Linked DNA regions of Mus musculus: region 1 is linked to region 2. The links are chromatin contacts, called in public Hi-C maps. All regions are on one chromosome and are shown on one strand. Each heading gives the region's core, a stretch centred on a gene start, on an enhancer-like site or on the middle of the called end of the contact. The rest is flanking DNA. Distances are from core to core; before and after follow the strand shown.

Evidence for each region. A called contact is a pair of places that touch in the nucleus more often than the background predicts.
Region 1: a Hi-C map of nephron progenitors shows a contact between it and region 2, with 3 times the contacts expected there. The contact joins two enhancer-like sites. A contact is called at or near these places in 1 of 15 datasets of contacts at CTCF or cohesin (the NIH/3T3 cell line), 29 of 484 Hi-C or Micro-C datasets (cerebral cortex, differentiating embryonic stem cells, embryonic limb bud and 8 more), 2 of 115 datasets of contacts at active chromatin or transcription factors (embryonic stem cells and pancreatic cancer cells) and 2 of 9 other capture datasets (embryonic tail and embryonic trunk).

The regions. Positions count from the first base shown.
Region 1 is chr13:60,256,651-60,259,350 of GRCm38.p6, forward strand. No RefSeq gene overlaps it. Among named protein-coding and RNA genes, the nearest start is that of Gm5084, 53 kb to the left of the region's middle. Within about 2 kb of position 1,436, at least 22 of the 459 cell types and tissues checked have an H3K27ac peak or open chromatin away from gene starts, as enhancers often do. A contact at or near this core is called in nephron progenitors, where this site is marked.
Region 2 is chr13:59,891,171-59,893,870 of GRCm38.p6, forward strand. No RefSeq gene overlaps it. Among named protein-coding and RNA genes, the nearest start is that of Gm19866, 23 kb to the right of the region's middle. Within about 2 kb of position 1,336, at least 28 of the 459 cell types and tissues checked have an H3K27ac peak or open chromatin away from gene starts, as enhancers often do. A contact at or near this core is called in nephron progenitors, where this site is marked.

The DNA.
Region 1 (2,700 bases), core at 186-2,685, 370 kb after region 2:
AAGAGGAGGAGTTCTTGTCATATATGTCTTCCTGCTTCCTTTGACTCTTGGTCCTAAGTCCTATAAGCCTTGGATCCGTGTTCTGTCTCTCCAGCCTGAACTTAGTCTCCTCTCCACTCACAGGGAAGGTTTAGTTAGAAACCTGGAACCGAAGAGCTAACCTCTAATCTACACCAAAGAACCCTGCTGCCTGATGCCCAAAACACTATTTACATCCAACCCAGTAAAATTTAGCTACACATTTATATACATGTGATTATATGGTACCACAAACATTATTGAATCTAGACTTAGGGACAGTGGCAGTCTTTTTCTTTCTTTTTTTTTTTTTCCTTTCCTAACACATAGAATGCAAAGATGAAGAAAGACACTGTCCAGAACACTCCCAGGTTAGCACATACACAGGCAGCCTTTGACTTCCAGTTTAGCTCTATGGAGAGAGCTCAGGCTGTTGAGACGTCTGAGGCTGGCATCTGGTATTTTCATCACCTATCCTGAGTCCTTCCTGCGGCACGCCAGCCGGAACTGCTGCCCTGGGTTTCCGTAGTCCTGCCCATACCTCGTGCTCCTCGGATCTTTGGTTCATCCTAATACCAGCTAGGAGATGTTGCTCATTGCCTGCTGTAATCTGAGCTTACTGGGAGCAACTCTCATAGTTAGGTCAACAGGGAAAACAAGAAACTGCCTTTCCTTTCAGACCATGCGTCCCAGGCAGATTCCAGCCCAGAAAGCTTCTAAGTTTGCTGTGTTTTTTGTTTTGTTTTGTTGTTTTGTTTTGTTTTTTTTTGTTTTGTTTTGTTTGAGGTCATGTCAGTCTCTACCCAGAAGGATGTCTCAGTGCAAAAGGCCTCTGGGAGTCACAGCATCCATGACTATCCCAGGGTTGGAAACCTCAAAACATTTCCCCTCAGATTTTATTCAGGGTTATTTGCAACTGCAGAACTCTAGTTAGATTTCAAAGTCAGATCTCTGTCTTGCTCCATTACTCACTCAAGTCAGGTTGCTTTATTTAACCTCTCATCTGGGTCAGAGTATTTATCTATACCATATAGGTTTTACCACGTCCCACCCCATAAGTACCACCCCCCCCCAGACTACAAAATGCCTGCCTGCTTCCTTCCTTCCCTCCTTTTTCCTCCTCCCTCCTCCCTTCTTCCCTTCCAACCTTCCTTCCTTCTCCCTTCTTCCCTTCCTCCCCTCCCCTCCCCTCCCCTCCCCTCCCCTCCCCTCCCCTCCCCTCCCCTCCCCTCCCCTCCCCTCCCCTCTCCTCCATTCCCTTCCTTTTTCTTTGCTTGCTTTGCAAAACTCACAGTCACCTTTGGGAGGAGATTCATAGGAAAAAAAAAAAAGTAAGCAGGCTGTCTGTGATCCTACCAGGCATGGTTAGTTGATCGCTGCACTGTGTCCCTGCACTCTGGCACAGCCTCATGAGGCAGCCTCTGCAATCAATCAGATGAGACTATATAGCGAGAATGATGCGGCAATAACTCAGCCAAAGCTTTTTGTTTATTTCTTTAAGGAGGGGACACATTCCACAAGGCATGTGTGGAGGTCAGAGGAAAGCTTGCAGGAGTCACCTTCTCCCAGCAAGCACCTTTACCTGCCCAGTCATCTCTGGTCCAGAGTTTTTCGATTGTTTAGTTACTAAGTGTATTTTAAAGTAACCCCTCTTCTCAGTTCGGTCTCTGCTTTGGCCAAAGTTTCTCTCTCCTTTTCCCCGTGTATCTGAGGTCAGATAGAGGAACCCATTTCCAAGAATTCAGGAGAAGAAAGGAGAAGGGCCTTGCTCCACTGGGGAGAAAGAACTCCTAAGCACCTCCTGTTGGGGGAAAGCTGTCAATGACTGCCTGCTGCCAGGTGAGCTCTAGTTCAGTTCTGGTGCTGGCTACCCCAAGAGCAGCTGAGATGCAGTCTCGAACGGTCAACCTCCACTCCAGCTCCGAGCATACGGCCCTTTAGACCTTCTCCCCAGCATTTACTATCAAGTCCTACGTAGGGTTGTGGAACTGCAAGTGGGGTCAGCAAACATTTGGATAAATAAAACAAAAGAAATAAGCAAGAAATAAAATTTTAAAAGGTGTCTGTATATGCAACAACCAAAGTCAAATCAAATGGAAATGACTCCAAGGTATTTTGGCAGGGCTCACCTGCGATGAATTCCACAGCTTCACTGCAGCCTTGGTTCTAAACAGGTACCTTATTCATCTCCCACTGTGTGTGCCAGCATACTGTTGGACACCCGTGAACTCTGCCTGGCGTTCATGAGTTCAAGATTATTGTATGTTAAGGATATAGGTGATATGATTGAAGGGGTAATGGGAAAAATATGGGGAGGCATCTTTAATGGGGAAGGATGGAAGAAGACAGTATACCTGCAAAGCAGTGCCTGCACCCAAGGCTCAGGGAACATCATGGAAGAAGGGGCTGAAAGATGGTAAGCACAAGAGAGCCAGGAAGTCTGCTGTCAGATTGTGCCTTCCAGCTATGACAAGGAAGCTACGCTCATGAAATCTCAACAACAAGCCTACTGTAACAGGGCCGGAACAATTCCAGCACCAATTGACATCCCAATGCAGACGGAAGAAATCTTGATGGGTTCCCACCCTCTGATTGGTTATCGAGCCCATTGGTTATCCAAACCCGCTAATTGGTTATATGAGCACTTTGGTTATCTGAGCCCTCTGATTGGTTATCTGAGTC
Region 2 (2,700 bases), core at 86-2,585:
CCCATTTTACAGATGGGGAGACTGAGGCAGTGACAAAGCAAGAGGGTTGTCTGCCCCTGTGCTGAGCTTCAGTCTCCATTTACTTCCCTGGGAATGCTTGCGTGGCATGTAACTTGCAACTGGCACTGGCGTAGCTTTGCCCTTTCTTTTACTGATCTTCTTTAGTATTGGGTGTACAGTGCTTAAATGAGTTGATAGGAGCACTGAACAGTGATAATGGGGTGTGGTAGATACCTAAGTGTTCAATGAATGAATGGGACAGAAATGCCTTTGCTCCCGGTCTCCCTGAGCTGTTGCAGCATGGTTGTGGTTTCCACAACAGTATGTTCAGAGCAGAGCAAGAGGTTTCTGGGTAGTAGTGACAGCTCCCACGGGACTGTGTCCTTTCCCAGAACGATATGTTCTGTTGGCTGGAACAGCCCTTATGGTACCGATGACTACATAGGTACCTATAGATGTATAGGCCTGGTGGAGCCTATCGAGGGGAAGTAGTAAGCATTGTCCTCCACGCGCTGGGCATCTTAAATAGGAGGCACGAGGTGGCAGTGCCCACAGTAGGAGTCTACTAGGCCCCACTGGGATTTCCGCGCAGACCTTGGCTTCTGATGGAGATACTTAAGGAGCCTGTCTCTCATTTCCTTCCTTTCAGTCAGACTCAGGGACTTTGTTAGTCAAGAGTGAGAGATGACGTGTCTCAGGCAGAATGGAGGGTGTCAGGCCTGAGAGGTCCCCTTTTCAGTTATCTGAGGTGGAAAGCAATCTATTTCCTTCTGAATTTTCCACAGCAGCAGGCTCGTTAGGCCCGGGTCTGTCAGAATAGGTTCCTGCTTCATCTATAGAGGTGGTTGATAATGCCCAGTTCGGTCTAGACAGGGTGTGAGACGGGGAGTGGCTTCTCAGATAAGCCATGGAGGGCTGCTCTTGGGTCTTCTGGGTATTAGCGGTTGTTTTTACAATACAACTGTGAAAACAGAGTGATCCCCTTTGCTCCCTCAGCAGAGCCCGCTCCTTGTTCCCTGTCCCCACCCCTCCAGGTCTCAGCCTCCATGGGTGGCTTGAGGATTATGTCCAGATACTTTAAGCCCCTCAAACAAGCATGATCTCTCACCTACAGTTCTCTATTTTAACTTAAGAACAATCTGCCTTTCTTTAATTATTGGGGATGTATATTTACTGTCTATTTAGAGGGAGGTGAGTGAACAGGTGGGACCCGGCAGCACCATGAAACTACCTCAGCAGCCAAGCGGCAACTGTGGCCTGCTGTGCCCTGGCTTCTGAATTCTCACACGAAGCACTTTTACTGCATGCACGGTTGACTCGCTGATCAATGGATCCTGGCAGCTATAAACATTTTATGGCTGTCTGTGACAATATGACTCCTAGGCCCCTAGAGGAGTCTATGCAGACAGGGCCTTAGGAGGAGGAGGAGAAGTTTTGCTCCCGGGGGAGGGGGTGCAGCTCCCAGAGGCCAGATCAAAACCAGGCGAGGGGTTGAGTTACTCACTCAGGGGCTTCCCACTGTCGAAGACAGAAAGGTGTCCGAGGTCCAGCAGTGTTCCCAGGTTGAGAGTGTTTATTTGTTCCCAGTCATTGCAACAATTCTAAGGATGATTTGACTGGCATTCCTTTGGGGACACTGAAGGTTAGTGGCTTGCCTATCTCCTGTTCTCTCTCAGTGCCTGAGAAATTAGCCCTTGAACTCTGGTCAGATGACACATGATACATGAGGCTGATGACCCCCATAGAAAAGCAAGACCCAACTGTGCCTTTATTTTGTTAGAAACCTCGAGTCTTTTCTGACTGACCCCTATGAACGCTTGAGGTGTGTACTCACTTTTACTCTGAGTTGAAAAACAGCAAGGGCTTTGTAATGCCAGGTTTTAGTGTGCAGTCACAACTGGAGGGCAGGGTTGTGAGTGCAGAAGGACAACAGGAAGGAGTGAAAGGTGTGTGCTCACGAGGCACGCCGAGCCTTATGTCATGTGAGCTCGCTGCGTTTTCTCTTGGAAACCACAGAGAGACCTTCGAAAGTTAATCATCGAGCCATGAGGGGGCAGCTGATGTCATGAGTTTCCAGTGGCCAGCATTGCCACAGTCACAGACATCTCTCTGTTTGCCTACCCAAAGGCTTACAACAAAACAACTCACAAGCCATGTGTTCTGAGGGTTTCTCTTTGTTCTATGAAACTCAAGAGTAGAAGTCGTAGAAGGAGAAGCGTCTTGTGCAGTGTTAGGCGTTGTCATTGTGGAGACCGCCAGCCTATAATCATTATGTAACCCAGGCTGGTCCTGATATCATGATCTTCCTGTGTCAGCCTCTCAAGTCCTGGAATTACAGGTGTGAACTACAGAGCCCAGCTTTGTACCTTCTGGATCTTTCTATTCATGTGTTTCTCTCAGATCTGTACTGGGCGAATGGTTTTGTCTGAATAGCGACACAGTGCTATGAACTTGATGAATATGTATGTATGTATGTGTGTGTATATGTATATGTATGTATATACATGTGTGTATATATGTATGTGTGTATGTATATATGTATGTATATGTGTGAATATATATGTGTGTGCATGTGTATATATGTATGTATGTATATGTGTGTGTATATATGTATGTGTATATATGTGTATATGTATGTATGTATATGTGTGTGTATGTATGTTTGTGTATATGTATATATATGTATGTATATGTGTGTGT